Linked DNA regions of Mus musculus: regions 2, 3 and 4 are each linked to region 1. Evidence: chromatin contacts called from public capture Hi-C and promoter capture Hi-C data. All regions are on one chromosome and are shown on one strand. The core of a region is the stretch at or near the end of the contact, and the rest is flanking DNA. Distances in the headings are between cores, read along the strand shown.

The links. Promoter capture Hi-C pulls out the DNA fragments that hold promoters and counts their contacts. Capture Hi-C pulls out chosen DNA fragments and counts their contacts.
Region 2: a contact with region 1 is called in a promoter capture Hi-C map of pre-B cells, with 5 times the contacts expected there. The contact joins the enhancer-like site here to the promoter of Cacna1i in region 1. A contact is called at or near these places in 7 of 39 promoter capture datasets (the 3T3-L1 cell line, HPC-7-derived erythroid cells, embryonic stem cells and 4 more), 2 of 484 Hi-C or Micro-C datasets (the G1E-ER4 cell line and cerebral cortex) and 1 of 9 other capture datasets (adipose tissue).
Region 3: a promoter capture Hi-C map of hippocampal neurons shows a contact between it and region 1, with 3 times the contacts expected there. The contact joins the enhancer-like site here to the promoter of Cacna1i in region 1. A contact is called at or near these places in 3 of 39 promoter capture datasets (hippocampal neurons, liver and pre-B cells), 1 of 115 datasets of contacts at active chromatin or transcription factors (forebrain) and 1 of 9 other capture datasets (liver).
Region 4: a contact with region 1 is called in a capture Hi-C map of macrophages, with 9 times the contacts expected there. The contact joins the promoter of Mchr1 here to the promoter of Cacna1i in region 1. A contact is called at or near these places in 4 of 39 promoter capture datasets (embryonic stem cells, hippocampal neurons, liver and 1 more) and 3 of 9 other capture datasets (adipose tissue, embryonic stem cells and macrophages).

What each region holds. Positions count from the first base shown.
Region 1 is chr15:80,285,361-80,289,786 of GRCm38.p6, forward strand. Cacna1i (calcium channel, voltage-dependent, alpha 1I subunit) reads left to right here and starts at 1,878. Exons shown (of 37, transcript NM_001044308.2): 1 at 1,878-2,417. Gm31319 (a long non-coding RNA gene) reads right to left here and starts at 4,371. Exons shown (of 2, transcript XR_384257.3): 1 at 4,150-4,371; 2 at 2,508-3,052.
Region 2 is chr15:81,207,944-81,212,335 of GRCm38.p6, forward strand. No RefSeq gene overlaps it. Among named protein-coding and RNA genes, the nearest start is that of Gm31608, 7.0 kb to the right of the region's middle. Within about 2 kb of position 2,973, at least 43 of the 459 cell types and tissues checked have an H3K27ac peak or open chromatin away from gene starts, as enhancers often do. A contact at or near this core is called in pre-B cells, where this site is marked.
Region 3 is chr15:81,007,767-81,011,837 of GRCm38.p6, forward strand. Sgsm3 (small G protein signaling modulator 3) reads left to right here. Exons shown (of 22, transcript NM_134091.2): 8 at 85-280; 9 at 523-668; 10 at 918-1,142; 11 at 1,458-1,512; 12 at 1,641-1,768; 13 at 1,868-2,023; 14 at 2,175-2,229; 15 at 2,463-2,512; 16 at 2,644-2,796; 17 at 2,951-3,021; 18 at 3,095-3,143; 19 at 3,220-3,305; 20 at 3,472-3,594; 21 at 3,696-3,756; 1 more. The coding sequence ends at 3,970. Among named protein-coding and RNA genes, the nearest start is that of Sgsm3, 32 kb to the left of the region's middle. Within about 2 kb of position 1,280, at least 21 of the 459 cell types and tissues checked have an H3K27ac peak or open chromatin away from gene starts, as enhancers often do. A contact at or near this core is called in hippocampal neurons, where this site is marked.
Region 4 is chr15:81,234,089-81,238,060 of GRCm38.p6, forward strand. It overlaps Mchr1 (melanin-concentrating hormone receptor 1), which reads left to right and starts at 1,411. Exons shown (of 2, transcript NM_145132.2): 1 at 1,411-1,767; 2 at 3,045-3,972. The coding sequence starts at 1,686.

The DNA of each region.
Region 1 (4,426 bases), core at 628-3,127:
AGAACAACTGGTTCCTGGGGCATTTGCTACATTTTTTCCTCCTGGAGCCCAAGCCTCATGAAGAGACCCCACCACACACTCTCCATGGAAGTCGGAAGGGCCAGACAGGGTGGCCCATCTTGCAAGGGGGGTAATGATAGTGGGGAGCTGGTTAGTTTTTGTTAACTATTTTTAAAAAGATTTATTTTATTATTCATTTTATGTATGTGAGTTCACTGTTGCTCTCCTCAGACACAGCAGAAGAGGGCATCGGATCCCATTACAGATGGGTGGGAGCCACCATGTGGTTGCTGGGAATTGAACTCAGGATCTCTGAAGAGCAGTCAGTGCTCTTAATTGTTGAGCCATCTCTCCAACTTGTTTTGTTTGTTTTGTTTTGTTTTGTTTTGTTTTGTTTTGTTTTGTTTTTCAGCTCTCCCCCACCAATCCCCTCCCCTTCTCCCTTTTGCTCTGGCCCCCACTTGCTCTGGCTATCCAGCCTGGTTTTTGTCAACTTGACACAAACTAGAGACACCTAGAAGGAGGAGAGCTCAGGTGAGGAACTGCTTCCTTAGATTGGCCTGCGGACACAGCTGTGGGCTGTTTTCTGGATTAACCGAAACCCGCTGTGGTACCACCCCTGGATAAGTGGTCCTGGGTTGTATAAGAAAGCAAGCTAAGCAAGCCACCAGGAACAAGTCAGGAAGCAGCAGCCCTCTGGTAGCCTCTGCTTCAGTCCCTGCCTCCAGCTTCCTGCATGATGGCTGCTTAAAGCCCAATAAACCCTTTCCTCCCAGAGTTGCTGTTGGTCAATGTCCTACCATTCCAGCAGCAGAAAGCTAAGACAAACTGACAGTGGGTATGGACCGGGGAGCACCCACTTCATACATGGGGCGGCTGCTCTCCAGCAGAGCGACCTCTGGCTTAAGGCTCATCTCTAGTCTCAAGTTTTGTTGACAGCAAAATGAGGTGCCCTGTTCCAGGGTCCCAGGGAAAACAAGCAGTTGATTGGCATTTGGCAGGATCTCGATACCTTTAATCTGCTTATATACATAGGAACCAATGAAAAGGGCTCACAATCCTGCACACTCCTTCCTGGAGTCTATAACCCATGCAGGGGGGAGGTGGGGCTACCTGGTAAGAGGGCTGGGATTGGGGAGTTGGTGCTGCAGAAAACAAGAGAGATGGGTGCCCATTTCATGGTCTCTCAGCTGCCCAGGGGTGAGGTGGAAGATTGACCTTGCAGCTGGGTAAAGATGGGCATCTGCTCACCTCGTGGACGGGAGGGGGGCGTGTAGGTCACTCAGAAGCTTTTAAAAGGAGGTAGGATTTTCCTTTTCTTTTTTTGAGATTGGGTTCTCATTATGTAGGCCTGGAACTGGCTTTATGGACTAAGGATAATCTCGAATTTAAAGGTCTGCCTGCTTCTTCTGGGATTACAGGCATGCAACGGCCACTGCTGGTGGTCTTTTGCGTCCATCTTGAAGGGCAGGAAGAAGTGGGACCAGAATGGGAAGCTTGGTGGGAACTTGGGTTTCTGAACGACCTTTGGAGACCGGTTCGAGCATTATGCTGGTGACCCCCTCATTGGGCAGTGGAGCAAGCACCCCAACAGGAAGCCCAGTGAGAATCCGAAGTGTAACAAGACCAATAAGCGTTAGGCACCTGGGCTGCTCATTCAAAGGCTCTCCCGTTTTTACGCATGATGGACAAAGCCCAGGGCCAAAAGGGTCAGGACCCTCCCCAGCGGTGCGACCCTAAATTGTTAGGAGGTGGCTGCACTCCCGGGGGCTCCCGCCTCTCCGGAGGGGACTCAGTCGCGCCACCGTCACTCAGTCTGTCGCCCGCACACCTCCCCCTCCAGCGCCCCGAGCCTGCAGCTTTCCCCGAAGACATTTGGTGTCAGTATAAGGACGGCTTTTCCTCGCACGCGGCGCGGCTCGGTCTCGCCGCCGCCGCACGTCCCCGCACCGCCTGGCGCTCCGGCTCCTCCGCAGCCCCCGTCGCGCGCAGCCCCTTTGCGCCTCGAGTCCGGGCCGGGGGCGCCAGGGGCGCCGAAGCCGGGGACCCGGGTGACCCGACCCCGCGCTCCGCCGCGCCTGCCGCCCCGCACCTGCCCTGCCGCGGCCCCGCGCCCCCGCCCCCGGCCCGGAGCGCCGCGCGCCCGCCGCCCGCCGCGCGCTCCAACTCCGCGCGGTCCGCCGCTCGTCCGCGCCACCCGCCCCGAGCCGCGGCGACCCGCCCGCCATGGCCCGCGCCCCCGGGCCCGCCACCCTGCGTGCGCCGCCCCCCTCGCCCCGGGGGCGCAGCTGATCCCGGAATCTGAGGCGTGGGGCCGGCGGGGCGCGGGGTCCCTCTCCACGCCGGCTTCGGGGACACGCGTCACCCCCGCATCTCTGCCCGGGACGACCCCGCTGCCCAGCCACGTCCATGCCAAGGTAGGGGAGGCAGTGACGGTGGAGGGGGAAGGAGAGGCTCAGCCCCCAGCTTGGTTTCTTGGCGCGTCGGGCTCTTTCTTTATAGAGGCGTTTTTGTTTGTTTATTTATTTATTTATTATTTCTGGGGACTGATCCCCCTCACCCGCCCGCGCGTACCCATCAGGTGGGCGTCACATCCCTTGCTTGGGGGGTGGGGTGGGGGCCCTGCGTTGGAAGGACAGGGAACTTTGACCGGGGCCCCTCTCCAAGGCCACGAAAGTTCTCTTGGTGCCAATACTGAAACCCAAAGCCGGCTCAACCAGCGCTGCAGAAATTTATTCAACAAGTCAGGCTGCTGGCGGGGGCCCGGGCGGTCTGTCCGTCCGTCCTGCTGTCCCTCTGCTGCGGCTCTGCGACCAGCTGGATCAGAGCTGGTGCCAGTGTCCGGCAGGGCTGAGCTAGGAGCGTTAGCTAGAGACGGAGGACGGCGGGCGGGATTGAGTGAGAGAACCCCGGGCAGGGTTTAACTTTCCTCCAGGCCGGGTGGTGGAGGGCCCTTCCTTCGCCAGTCACCCTAGGCGCCCACCTAGGTCGCGCTGCATGAAGCCAGGTCGGGTTGGAGCGGGCAGTCCAAGGGGCCAAGAGGAGTCCTCAGCTGCCAGGGAGAAGGTTATATAATGAGTGTTTGTGATGATTGGGATTTAATTGTCTGTTGGATGGTGTGTGTGGAGTGAAGGGGCAAGAGGGCTCAGCAGGGGGTGGGTAGATCTCTTTTCTGGGAGGTCAGGAAGCCTGGGGGAGGGGGCTCAGAAATAGGCCCAGCGGAGACAGCGGCCAGCCCCTGTGCTCTGTCCTTTCTCAGCAGGATCTTAGGTTTTTGAGAGGAGATCGGGGTCCAAGGAGAGACCCCTGAATGTATTCTGGCCTGTGGAGTCTGGGTTTTGAGTTGTATGCATGTGTGTAGGTGTGAGTGCATGCGTGTGTGTGTGTGTGTGTGTGTGTGTGTGTATGACAGAAAAAAGGAGAGAGGCAGAGAGAGAGAGAGAGAGAGAGAGAGAGAGAGAGAGAGAGAGCCTGCCTCTCTGTGTCTGCGTAGTGTGACAGGGTCTGCTTCGCATGTGACTGCCGTCCTAGAATGGAGGGCTCAGGCTGGCCTGAGCAGTCCTTTCCTCATTGCTCATTGTGTGGGAGATTTGTCTCTGCAGATTCTACCACTGCCTGCAGACTCAAATGCCACACACAAGGAAGGGTATGGGTCCCAGGGCCAGGCTGGGGAAAAGGTTTGCTGAGGGGGTTCAGGCCTGTCTTCTGGTTCTCACTCACTAAACTGGAATCACTTCGTGAATCAACATCCGGACTCAGCTTCAAGGACTCCTTCAAAACTCTTGTCCACCCCTCGGGACAAACTTTCTGTTTGGGCTCCAAGTCCTGGGCCTGGGCAGTAGTGGTTTCCAGGCACGGGGTATCAGTGGGTGAGATGTCAGGATGGGATAGGAAGATATGAGCTAGAACTAAGCTTGGGGCAGCAGATTAGGGGTGGATGAAGAGACAAGAAGGGGACCCTGCGCTGGCCTGGCACCCAACTGGAGAACCTTCCATAACCGTAGAAGGCCTGAGGGAATCACTACGGCTGCTCAGAGCAGTGCCTGCGAGCAGGAGGCTCCTCAGGCAGCTAGAACAGTTTGGGGGAGGGGCTAAAAGCCTGTCTGGAGGCCCCTCTTTCCCTCGACTGAAGTTCTCTACCCTTCTTACCTGAGTTCCTGTCTAACCTCCTTGTCTGCCTTCCCCACTTGGCTCTTGAATCAATAGCTTCTGCAAGACTGGACCAGTGAGGGTATCTTCTAAGTCCGCCAGGGGGCGCCGGCAAGTCTTTATCCCCGCAGGTTGACTCCCCTTGACCTTGGGCAAGTGGGTGGGGTTTTGCTGTAGGAACCTCCCGCTCACTCCTCCACCCTAGTCGACTCTCCACCATAGAGGACTTGCTTGTCATTCACCCATCCTGGGAAGCGGCTACTGCAAGCGGTACCCT
Region 2 (4,392 bases), core at 1,723-4,222, 920 kb after region 1:
CCTGCAACTCCAGGTCCCTGGAACCTGATACTTTCTCTCTGACCTCCTTGGGATTCTGCATGCAGAAGTTGCACACATACACTCAAACACACATAGAGAGACATAAAAAATAAATCTTTATAGAAACAAAGCAAAAACAAAGAAAGAAAACCTTGCAAATAGATAACTCAAGCTATGAATAAACTTTGTCTCAAAAAGGGGGAAAGAAAACAAATACACAAAGCCCCTAAATGTTCTGCTTTCTGATGTTGTTGCAATAAAATGTAAAATATAAGGCATATGTCACTATGCTGGACTTAATTTGGGTTTCTTTCTTTCTTTCTTTCTTCCTTTTTTCTTTCTCTTTTAGTTTTCTGAGATAGGGTTTCCCTGTGTAGCCCTGACTATCCTGCAGCTCTCTCTGTAGACCAGGCTGGCCTTAAACTCACAGAGATCCACTTGTCTCTGCCTATGGAATGCTGGGATTAAAGATATGAGCCTCCACTGCCCAGTCTAATTTGGTAATTTTTGAGGTAAGGAGGTAAGATTTCACTATGGAACCCAAGTTAGTGTCAGACTTTCCACAATCCTCCTGCCTTAGCTGCTTCTTCTTCTTCTTCTTCTTCTTCTTCTTCTTCTTCTTCTTCTTCTTCTTCTTCTTCTTCTTCTTCTTCTTCTTCTTCTTCTCTTCCTCCTCTTCCTCCTCCTCCTCCTCCTCCTCCTCCTTCTTCTTCTTCTTTTTCTTCTTTTTTTTTCCACATGGAAAATGTTAGCATTTCATTAAACTCTGGGAGTGGCTTTAAGCCACCAGAACACAGACACTTCCAACACCCTTAATCCTCTCTTCAGCTCTTCTACTGAAGAATTTGGCCCTCCCGATGACAGGTTGCTTAGGGAACTTTCCCTTGTTAGAACTTGGTAGTAGCCGATCGCACAACATCAATGATGGGAGCAGCTCCAGTCTTGTTCTTTGCCGCATTGACCAGTGTCTGCTCACTGACCAAGGCCCACAATTTATCCAGGTTGACAGTTGGGCAGAAGCTCTGGTTTCTCTTCAAGTGGGAATGCCTTATACCAACTTTCCCAAAGCATCCTGGGTGATAATTGTCATTGATCCTGTGGTGCTGCATGCTCCAGCATTCCCGCGGCCTCCTGGGTGCTTGCGGTGCTTCCCATGCAGCCGTAGCCTTGGCTCAGGTGGCCCCAGAGTCTCCCGTCTTCCTCAGTCTGGACGGCATGGAGGTGGCAGAAAGGAAAGAGCCTGCTTCTTAAATGCTACTGTTGCAGGCATATACTGATATATCTCGTTTTTTATCTTTTGTTGGTTTTTTTTCTCTTTTCTTGTTTCTTTTTTTCTTTTCTTTTCCTTTTCCTTTCCTTCCCCCCTCCCCCCTTTTTTTTTTAAAGATAGGATTTCTCTGTGTAGCCCTGGCTGTCCTGGAACTCTCTCTGTAGACCAAGCTGGCCTCAAACTCAGAAATTTGCCTGCCTCTGCCTCCTGAGATCAAAGGAGTGTATATGTCGCCACTGCCAGACTGTTTGTTGTTTGCTTTTGTTTGTTTTAAGATGTCTTTACTTATGTATACAGGTTTCTTGCTGCACGCATGCTTGCAGGCCAGAAGAGGGCACCGGATCTCATTACAGATGGTTGTGAGCCACCATGTGGTTGCTGGGAACTGAACTCAGGACCTCTGGAAGTGCAGCCAGTGCTCTTAACCGCTGAACCATCTCTCCAGCCCCGGTTCTGGCGTTTTGAGATAGGGTGTCACCAAGGATCTCTGGCTTGCCTGGACTTTGATGTGTAGACCCACCTGGCTTCTGGCTTATGACAATCCTTTTTCAGTCTCCCAGGTCCTAGGAATACAAGCATGCGCCACCATATCTGGCTTGTGAGATTTCCTACTGAAGTATATTAGAGTTCAACAGTATACATATGCTATGTAAGAATCACTTTAAGTGAGAAGAAGGCCATTATTTTAAACTTCATTTGGAGAGACTTTCTTACTATTGTTCCCTGAGTTTATGAGTGCCATTAAATAGTGCATTAAATAGAAGGCACAGAGAGATTACAAACATAAAGACCAGGGAAAATACAGAGAAAGAAGAAGATGAAATCCAGGGGTCCAGCAAGGTGAAGGACAGCTGGGATGCTGGGATTCTGGGATGCTGTGTGTTGGCCTGTGGCACTCTAGACAATATCCTTAGTGCTCTTCCTGGCTCTTAGCACCAGTTTGCAGAGCAGAACACCTTTCATGTCTCTGATCCTCAGGATGATGGTTCCTGGCACAGACAAGCCTCCTGCTGGCATTCAAGCTTCTCTAGTCTACTCCTTCCTGTTTTGGAACCCGCCTCCTCCTTGTCCCCCGCCCCCTCCCCACCCCCCAGATTTATCTTTTGAAATTTCCATACATGGAACAATGTATCTTGATCATCTCCATTCCCTGGTCTCCACTCCCTTGCCTTTCCCTTTCTCTTCCCTTTTCCCACAGGGTCCCTCGGTGATGGTAAAGTAGGTCAGACCCAGCCTCACCAGCGCTCAATCTGTGGACAACGGGAACACACCAAGCCCGTAAGTGAGTAAGCTGAGCACATGTGCTGTTTTTCACTCGTTCAGAAAACCATTTTTTATTTTAATAAGAGTAAAAACCACATGAAACAAATGTCACACATAATGAGTTCTCAAGAAGCAAATCCCCTTGTAATTACCTTGAAAGTTTCCAGGTCAAGAGATGGAACTCAGCCAATCTCCCAGCAGCCTTCCTGCCTCCCCAGAGGAAGCTCTTACCCGTGGTTTGGTTTGCTTGCTTTCAGTTCTGCTATTTTGGAGACAGGATCTCAGGTAGCCCAGGCCGGGCTCGGACTCCCTATATGGCAAGAGACGGTGTCTTAGCTATGTTCCTGTTGCTGTGTTCTGTGTTGTGTGTTCCTGACAAAGGCAATGTAAGGGAGAAAGGCTTTATTCTGACTTACAAGCTCGAGGCATTACAATGTAGACGAGAAGGAAACCGGCTTCCTGCCACTTAGCTACCTTGCTATATTTTATAGAGTGGAGGATCCCCAGCCTAGAGGACCATCCCACCTACAATTAACATGCATCATCCCACATTATTAGCATAATCAAGATAAGTCCCCACAGGTAGGCTTAGAGTCCTTTCTCCCAGGTAATGTGGATAATGCTAACCTTAATGTGTGGCCTTGAACCCTGAGTGTGTCTGTGTGTGTCTGCCTGTGCTTATGAGCACATGTGGTGTGTATTTGTGGTGTGTTATGTAGTGTCTGAGTGGTGTATGTGTATATGTATGGTTTAGTGTGTGTGTGTGTGTGGTATGTGTATGTATGTGGTGTTTGTGTGTGGTATGTACGTATGTATGTGGTGTATATGTGTGGTGTGTGTGTGGTATAGGGTATATGGTATGTGTATTTGTGGTGTATGTAGTGTGTTTATATGTGAGCACATGTGTTTGTTATGTATTTGGTGTGTGTGTATGTGTGTGGTGTGTGTATGAGGGGTGTGCATGTGTTTGTAATATGTGTTGTATAGGCAGTGTTAATGTGTTATGTATGTGGTATATGTGTGTGGTGTGTGTATGAGCTATGTGTATGTGCTATGTAGGTATGTGGTATGTACATATGGTATGTGTATTGATGTATGTAGTGTGTATTTGGGTGTGAGGTAGTTATGTATATATGTGGTATATATATAGTGTGTGCACATGTGTACGGTGAGTGGTATATGTCCCTATGTATGTGTCCATGCCTGTGGAGGCCTGCAGTTGATACTGGGTGTCTTCCTCAACCCCTCTCTGCTTTATTCTCTTGCTGTGATTCTCATTAGCCATTTTGCCTCAGAAATTCCCATCCACCCCTCCCGTGTGCTGAGGGAGAGCTGCACAGCTGCCCTGCTTTATGGGGGTGCTGGGGACCTGGATGTCGGTCCTCATGGTTGCTCCTCAAACATTGCATCATTGAGCCGTCTCCCTACCTCGCTTGAACTCTTTTTTTTTTTTTTGGTTTTTCGAGACAGGGTTTCTCTCTATAGCTCTGGCTGTCCTGGAACTCACTTTGTAGACCAGGCTGGCCTCGAACTCAGAAATCTGCCTGCCTCTGCCTCCCTAATGCTGGGATTAAAGGCCTGCCCAGCTCACTTGAACTCTTGGCCCTCCGCCTTCACCTCTGCAGTGCTGAGGTACACGCCGCCATGCTTGGCCCCAACCTTCCTTCTAGCAAACTCACTTCCTTGAATGTCTTTATCACTGAAATCTGGGATATAGACAGTGTGGTCCCACACTCTTTTCTTTCACACCCCTCGACTTGAGCCTGCCGAGCGTCTACCACTGAACCACTCTGACAGCCTTTTCTTTTTCCTTCATTGTGACACAGGATCCACCTGCCTGAGCTCTGGGCAGATGAGAT
Region 3 (4,071 bases), core at 30-2,529, 720 kb after region 1:
TGCCGAGTATCTATCCTAGAATAGAGCCCCTTTTCTGATTCACATGAGTCTGGGTAGGAGCCCCATGCTCCCCTCTCTGACTAGGTGGCTGCTTGTCTCCTGCTGTTCCTGGAGGAGGAGGATGCCTTCTGGATGATGTGTGCCATTATTGAGGACCTGCTGCCTGCCTCCTACTTCAGCACTACCCTGCTGGGAGTCCAGACTGACCAGCGGGTCCTGCGCCACCTGATTGTCCAGTACCTGCCTCGCTTAGACAAACTGTTGCAGGAGCACGACATTGGTGAGACCTGGCTGCCTTCTTCCCCAAGGTTCAGGGATCCCAAGATGGTGGTACCACCTCTGAGCTCCAAGGTTTCGAGGCAGCGGAGGCTCATGTGGCTTACGTTGCTTTTGTCCTTTTGCATTCTGATCCCTTCCCATCCCTTCCCTTCTCTTCCCCTCCCCTCCCCTCTGCTGCTTTTTGGGAGCTGGCCCGTACTTGCCCAGGCTGATCCTACAGGTGTCTTTGGTGTCTGTTGGCAGAGCTGTCTCTTATCACGCTGCACTGGTTCCTCACGGCCTTCGCCAGCGTGGTGCACATCAGACTGCTGCTGCGCATCTGGGACCTGTTTTTCTACGAGGGCTCCCTGGTGTTGTTCCAGACTACGCTGGGCATGCTGCGCCTTAAGGTGCTTGCAGAGTCTCCTGTCCACTGGTCAGGGCTACCTGGCTTCTAGACAGAACAGGAGAGCATGTACCTAATATGGTAGCCCTGGTGTCACCCTCTGGGGACACACTGCAGTAGTCCAGTCTTCATCATAGCGTTGCCTGAGAGAAGCCTTGAGTGTGGGTGTGCAGGGGGAACTTCCTGGGCATGCCAAAGGGCACAGGTTTCTAGGAGGGTGCCAGGGCCACGCTCCTTACTCTCCCACTCCCAGGAGGAAGAGCTGATACAGTCTGAGAACTCAGCTTCCATCTTCAACACGCTGTCAGACATTCCTGCACAGATGGATGACGCAGAGCTGCTGCTGGGGGAGGCCATGAGGCTGGCTGGCTCCCTCACTGATGTGGCCGTGGAGACCCAGCGTCGCAAGCACCTGGCCTACCTTATTGCAGACCAAGGCCAAACCCTGGGGACGGGCACCACCACTAACCTCTCTCAGGTGGGCCCTGTCTTTGCCAAATCACGGAGTTCTCAGACTGAGGGGGTGTGAGGAACAGACTGTCTCTCCCATGCATCTGCCTGCAAACGCCCAGTTAGAGCATCAGACGGCCACTAAGGGGTGCTGTAGGCTTCCTTGGTAACATGCATTCCTGAACTCTGAACTGGGTAGTTTAAGCCTGAGCTGAAGATACGCCTTGATGTGAGAGTCAGCTTCAGCCATTAGAAATGCCCAGGCTTAGTGAGCCACAAGCACGTTAGTGTCTCCCCTTTTTGAGTGGCTACTTTGCCCACTGACCTGCCGTCCTCTCCACAGGTTGTACGGCGCAGGACGCAGCGGAGGAAGTCTGGTATCACTTCCCTGCTTTTTGGTGAGCCCAAGTGTGGGTGGGTGCTGGCTCTTCTGGGGCTGGGCAGAACCAGCTACTGCGTGCATCCTAGCGGGAGTGGAGATTCGGCAGGACCTGTTACTATGCCAGTGTGCCCCCCCCCCCCCCAGGAGAGGACGACCTAGAAGCTCTCAAGGCAAAGAACATCAAGCAAACAGAGCTGGTAGCCGACCTTCGCGAAGCCATTTTGCGTGTGGCACGCCACTTCCAGTGCACAGACCCCAAGAACTGTAGTGTGGTAAGTGTCAGGCTCCCCTCAACTTGGGGCTCTCCTTCCCCAGCCCACTCTTGGCACTGAGGCTCCTCCTCCACTGTGTGGGCCTTTCCTTTCTGCCAGGAGCTGACCCCAGACTACAGCATGGAGAGCCACCAGCGGGACCATGAGAACTACGTGGCATGCTTACGCAGCCACCGGCGCCGGGCCAAGGCCCTGCTGGACTTTGAGCGGCACGATGATGATGAGCTAGGCTTCCGCAAAAATGACATCATCACGGTGTGTGGGGGGCCTAGCGTGCACACTTCCTGCTGCCTCCTCCCCACCTTCCCTGTAGAGCTGATGTTGAATAAGCTTGATCTCAGCCCGGCGGGTACTGAGGACGCCTGCTTTGGGAAGGCCCTGAGCCCTGGCCCGTTCTCTTCTGCAGATCATTTCCCAGAAGGATGAGCACTGCTGGGTGGGTGAGCTGAACGGCCTGAGAGGTGAGGGCTTTTGTGTGCTGCAGGCTGGCAAGGAAGGCCTTTGCTCTACCTAGGCCTACAGCCGCAGACCCCGAGCCTCCGAGGGTGCTGGGCTTTTCTTCCCTCTTGGTCTTCTTGGCATGCCTGTCCTGCTTGAAGGTTCTGGGTGATTTGGGAGCCCTTTGTCCTTGGTCCTTGGGGAGAAGGGCTGGGACAGCTTCTGCTGCTCCCCACATAGCTGCTTCCCCCCACAGGCTGGTTTCCAGCCAAGTTTGTGGAGGTCCTGGATGAGCGAAGCAAAGAGGTAAGAATGTGGAGCTGCTCTTTGTTGCAGCCTAGTGTGAGACCATCCTACCCTGTGACAGCTGCCAGGGTGACAGGGGGTGGCTGGCTGCAGGTGTCAGGCTAGCGCTTCTCAAATGTTCTCTCCATCAGTACTCCATTGCGGGGGACGACTCTGTGACAGAAGGAGTAACAGACCTCGTGCGAGGAACCCTCTGCCCAGCCCTCAAGGCCCTGTTTGAACACGGATTGAAGAAGCCATCCTTGCTTGGAGGGGCTTGTCACCCCTGGCTGTTTATCGAGGAGGTGATCACAATTGGTCCCCGTGCCTTCTCAGTCCTGCAGGGCCACTTGCTCACCTCAGTCCCTTCCTGGGTTCCTGCAGGAGGCAGAAGGAGTGTTGTAGGGCAGTGGCGTGCGCTCACCCATCCCTGTCCTCATGTTGTCTTGTCTACCACAGGCAGCGGGCCGTGAAGTCGAAAGAGACTTTGATTCTGTGTACTCCCGCCTGGTGCTCTGTAAGACATACAGGTACATACGTACTGCCTGTGTTACCCACCAATGTCCAGCATGGCAACCAGTGACGGCACTCTTGTTCTTGCAGGCTGGACGAAGATGGCAAAGTCCTGACCCCTGAAGAGCTGCTGTACCGGGTAAGCTGCTTGCCAGCATTCTTAAACTCTCTCTGGCCAGCCACTTGGCACTTAAGTGACAGTGTCCCCTCCTCAGGCAGTGCAGTCTGTGAATGTGACCCATGATGCAGCACACGCACAAATGGATGTCAAGCTCCGCTCACTTATCTGCGTGGGGCTAAAGTAAGTGTAGAGGAGAGGGACCGTCAGGGGCTATCCCATAGGGCAGAACCACTGTGCGAGGGAAGCCCCTAGAGCTTTCCATAGATGGTGCTCAGGAGCTCCTGGGAATGGGGTTGCAAGTTGGGGGTCCTCCAGGCCTAGCCTCATCCTCCTTGCCTGTTCTCAGTGAACAGGTCCTACACCTGTGGCTGGAGGTTCTCTGCTCCAGCCTGCCCACTGTGGAGAAGTGGTACCAGCCCTGGTCCTTCCTGCGAAGCCCTGGCTGGGTCCAGATCAAGTGTGAGCTCCGGTGAGTGGGCAGCTCTGCAGGGCTTAGAACTTGGTGGTAAAGGAAGCTAGCAGGTTGGCAGAAGAGTCCAGCATGACCAGAGACTGTTCTTTGGTCCCTAGTGTCCTCTGCTGCTTTGCCTTCAGCCTCTCCCAGGACTGGGAGCTCCCTGCTAGGAGAGAGGTGAGTATGTGGCTTGGTTGGTCCCTGGCATTGGATTTGCCAGGAGGGCTGTGGTGTGTAGTCTGGGCTGAAGAAGTGACCTGTGTGGTTGCAGGGTGGTTCCTGCCCGTGACTGGGGCTGTTCTGTGCACAGGAGGAAAAGCAGCCCCTGAAGGAGGGTGTGCAGGACATGCTGGTGAAGCACCATCTCTTCAGCTGGGACATAGATGGATGATGCTCCTTCCAGCTGCTCTGTGGCTGCCAGGCCCGCCCATCATAGACTGCCTGGAAGGCTCCCTTCAACAGAAGGCAGAGCCCTGGCCAGCCTCGAGCCTC
Region 4 (3,972 bases), core at 161-2,660, 950 kb after region 1:
AGCCGATAAATGCTTACATCCTGCAAGCAGGAGCCCAGAGAGCTAACTGGGAACGGAGGGATGGGTTTTTGAAACCCCAAAAGCATCCCTACCTAGTAATATACTTCTCAATTCTTCCCAAACAAGGCTCACTAACTGGGGACCCAATATTCACATGTATGAGCCTGTGCGGGACATTTTCATTCAAACCACCACAGTATTCCCTCCACTAATACCACAAAGGACACCTGGGTCTGGGGGCATCATGGAGTTGGGGGCATCAGAGTCCACCAGAAATACACTAACCATCCCACTGTGCCTATGGTCAAACTACCATCTGGTTCTCTCTCTCTCTCTCTCTCTCTCTCTCTCTCTCTCTCTCTCTCTCTCTGTGGGGGGGGGGGAAGCCCTGAAATTCTCATCCTCCTGCCTCCACCTCCTAAGTGCTGGGATTACTGGCATGCATGTCCAGTTTATGAGTATAGGGGATGAAACCCTGAGTTTCGTGCCTGTGAGACAAATACTCTACCAACTGAGCTCCATCCCCAGCCCCCATACAGCCTTATTTTAAGTTCTTCATGCTGGTGGATCAAGAGGCCTAGAAGAAGAGGTATACTAGGGACAATCAACAACTCGGCCTGAAAAACCAGGCATGTTCATATCCAACATCAGTAAGGAAGAGTATGGCTGGAACTCGGGGTAGCTATAAGGATGTCTCTCTGTGCTTCTGTGCTCGTTGATAAGGGTTAACAGGCAACCATGTTAGCCAAGGACTTAGGCTCTGCATCTGGCCCTGGTGGTGTAGCATTTGATTGTGAATCTCCCGGAGCTGTCAGCAGGAGTCTGCAGAGAGTTCTCTAATGCCTGTGCCCTCTGAGGCTACTGTCCATTCTAATCTCTGAGTGGACTTATTTATTCTCTTATGCTCTGATAATTGTTTCACAGAATCCCAGACAAAACCTCAGAACACTAGAAAATAAAACCCTCTGTGGCTGGCCTCCACTGATCTGTGCAGAGGGAAGTTTGTTCTGTCTGCACACCAGCCCCTGACTATTGGCACCACAGAAAGCCTGGAACCTCCTTTGCACAACTAGCAATTGTCATCTAGCCAAGGAGATGTTTGGAAGTTACCAGGACACAGGAAAGGTTTAGGGTGACCTCCAGAGTGCTTGGGAACCAAGGATGTGTCAGTCCAGGCTTGAGTCCCCAGCATTGAGAACAGTACCCCTGGCTTTTGCCACGTGGTCCAGCTTCTTTAAAGCAAGCATTGCTCCCCCACCCACCCCCTTTGCTTTTGCAAAGACCTGGATGGCCATGCAAGATAAGCGGTAGCCCCTGTGAGCTCAGAATTCAGCCCTGGGAGACAGCGCAAAGGCAGGCTCCTCCGCATGGGATGGCTTGAGCCTAGCTGCTGGCTCTGCAGGCAGTCAGGAGTAGGAGCCGCAGCCGGGACCGAAGAGGTTAACATGCATCTGCCTCCGAATGTTAATGTGTCTAGGTGATGTCAGTGGGAGCTGGGAAGGAGGGAGTGGGGCGAGCAGTTGGGCTCAGAGGCAGCAGAGGCTGCCAGGCGGTAGAGGAAGACCCTTTTCTGGACTGCGGGGCTCAAGCTCCGGACAAGGCGGTGGAGGGCGCTGGAGGCTGCCGCAGCCTGCGTGGGTGGACGGGCGCTCCACTCCAGGGAGCAGGCGACCTGCACCGGCTGCATGGATCTGCAAGCCTCGTTGCTGTCCACTGGCCCCAATGCCAGCAACATCTCCGATGGCCAGGATAATTTCACATTGGCGGGTGAGTCGAGTTGGAGTCCTCCCTCCTCCGGGATGGGTGTGGAAAATGGGAAGGTTTCACCTCCCAAGCCAAACTGCCTGGGAAACTTTATCTTACAGTTCTTGGTGATAAGATCTGCAGTCGGCTTTGCCTGAAGAGGAAGAGGAGAGGAGGGGACACCAGCTAGGACAGAAGGGGCAGGGAGGAATAGAGATGGGGCAGAGGCACATTTAGAAACAACAAGGGTTGGTGACAAGACGTGAGGCAGGCTTGAGGGGAAAGCTTGCTGATGAGTCCCAAATATGCTTTGCAGGGGGGGGGGGGGGGGAATCAAGGCTGGAGAAGCAAGCAAGCAAGACAGCAAGACAGCGGGCGGGTAGTATGTGGGAGCCAGCAGAAGCGCTTTGATTCACCGCTATCCTGGGCTCAATCCTCTGGCCTCGCACTGGGGAAATGGGGTCTGAGTGGTCCTTGCTGTCTTCTGGCAAAGGCTGCTGGGAGCAAAAGACTTCACAGGGCGTGAGAGGATTAACTTTTCTGGTGAATTAAGCTTCTTGACATTTGCAGAACGTCAATGCCTTAAAATTCTAGCTCTGAAGGAGAAGGGAATGAAGGGGAAAGAGGGAAGGTTGGTGTGGAGAAATTCCCAAGCTTCTGGGGTGTAACACAGCTCCAGTCCCTACCCTATTGGGAAAGCCCAGACTCAGGAGACATGGTCCAAGGAAATCCCTGACAGAAAACCGGGAGAGGGCAGGGCTGTGGAGCCTGAAACACACCCCACACCCATGGTGACAGTCACTTCTCACATATGCCTAGGAACCTATCTGAAACCTTTGGCCATCTCTCTCTGAAAAGATGAGGCTGCAAATACACACACACACACACACACACACACACACACACACACACACACACACACACACACACACACAAATGTCCTTCAAGCCTTTTTGACAAGGTTTTCTGGTGGATCCCGGGGATATGAAGTTGTTCTCAGCAGATATCTGGGAGTCTTGACTCCTGGCCCTCTGAGTAAATGGATGAAGCGAAGAAGAATGGGGTCCTCTGAGTAACAGGTGGATCTAGAAAATCCTATAGGAGTCACCAGGGCACGGTGGAGGAGGGTAAGGTACAGAACTAACAATAGCCCGAGAAGGGGAAACAGCAGGAGATGATTCCAGAGACGTAGTGACCCCAAGCTGCAAGGGAAAGCATGAGGGGCCAGCAGGAAGGCCGACATGGCAGGTTGTCAGCTTCTAGATCGGAAGGCGGGTCACACTTGCTCTTTCTATCCTCAGGGCCACCTCCTCGCACAAGGAGTGTCTCCTACATCAACATCATCATGCCTTCAGTGTTTGGTACCATCTGTCTCCTGGGCATTGTGGGAAACTCCACAGTCATTTTTGCCGTGGTGAAGAAATCCAAGCTGCACTGGTGCAGCAACGTCCCTGACATCTTCATCATCAACCTCTCTGTGGTGGATCTGCTTTTCCTGCTGGGCATGCCTTTCATGATCCACCAGCTCATGGGTAATGGTGTCTGGCACTTTGGGGAAACCATGTGCACCCTCATCACAGCCATGGACGCCAACAGTCAGTTCACCAGCACCTACATCCTGACTGCTATGGCCATTGACCGCTACTTGGCCACCGTCCATCCCATCTCCTCCACCAAGTTCCGGAAGCCCTCCATGGCCACCCTGGTGATCTGCCTCCTGTGGGCTCTCTCGTTCATTAGCATCACTCCTGTGTGGCTCTATGCCAGGCTTATCCCCTTCCCAGGGGGTGCTGTGGGCTGTGGCATCCGCCTACCAAACCCAGATACTGATCTTTACTGGTTCACTCTGTATCAGTTTTTCCTGGCCTTCGCCCTTCCGTTTGTGGTCATCACTGCTGCGTACGTGAAAATACTACAGCGCATGACGTCTTCGGTGGCCCCAGCCTCTCAACGCAGCATCCGGCTTCGGACAAAGAGGGTGACCCGCACAGCCATTGCCATCTGTCTGGTCTTCTTTGTGTGCTGGGCGCCCTACTACGTGCTGCAGCTGACCCAGTTGTCCATCAGCCGCCCGACCCTCACATTCGTCTACCTGTACAATGCGGCTATCAGCTTGGGCTATGCCAACAGCTGCCTCAATCCCTTTGTGTACATAGTACTCTGTGAGACCTTTCGAAAACGCTTGGTGCTGTCGGTGAAGCCCGCGGCCCAGGGGCAGCTTCGCACGGT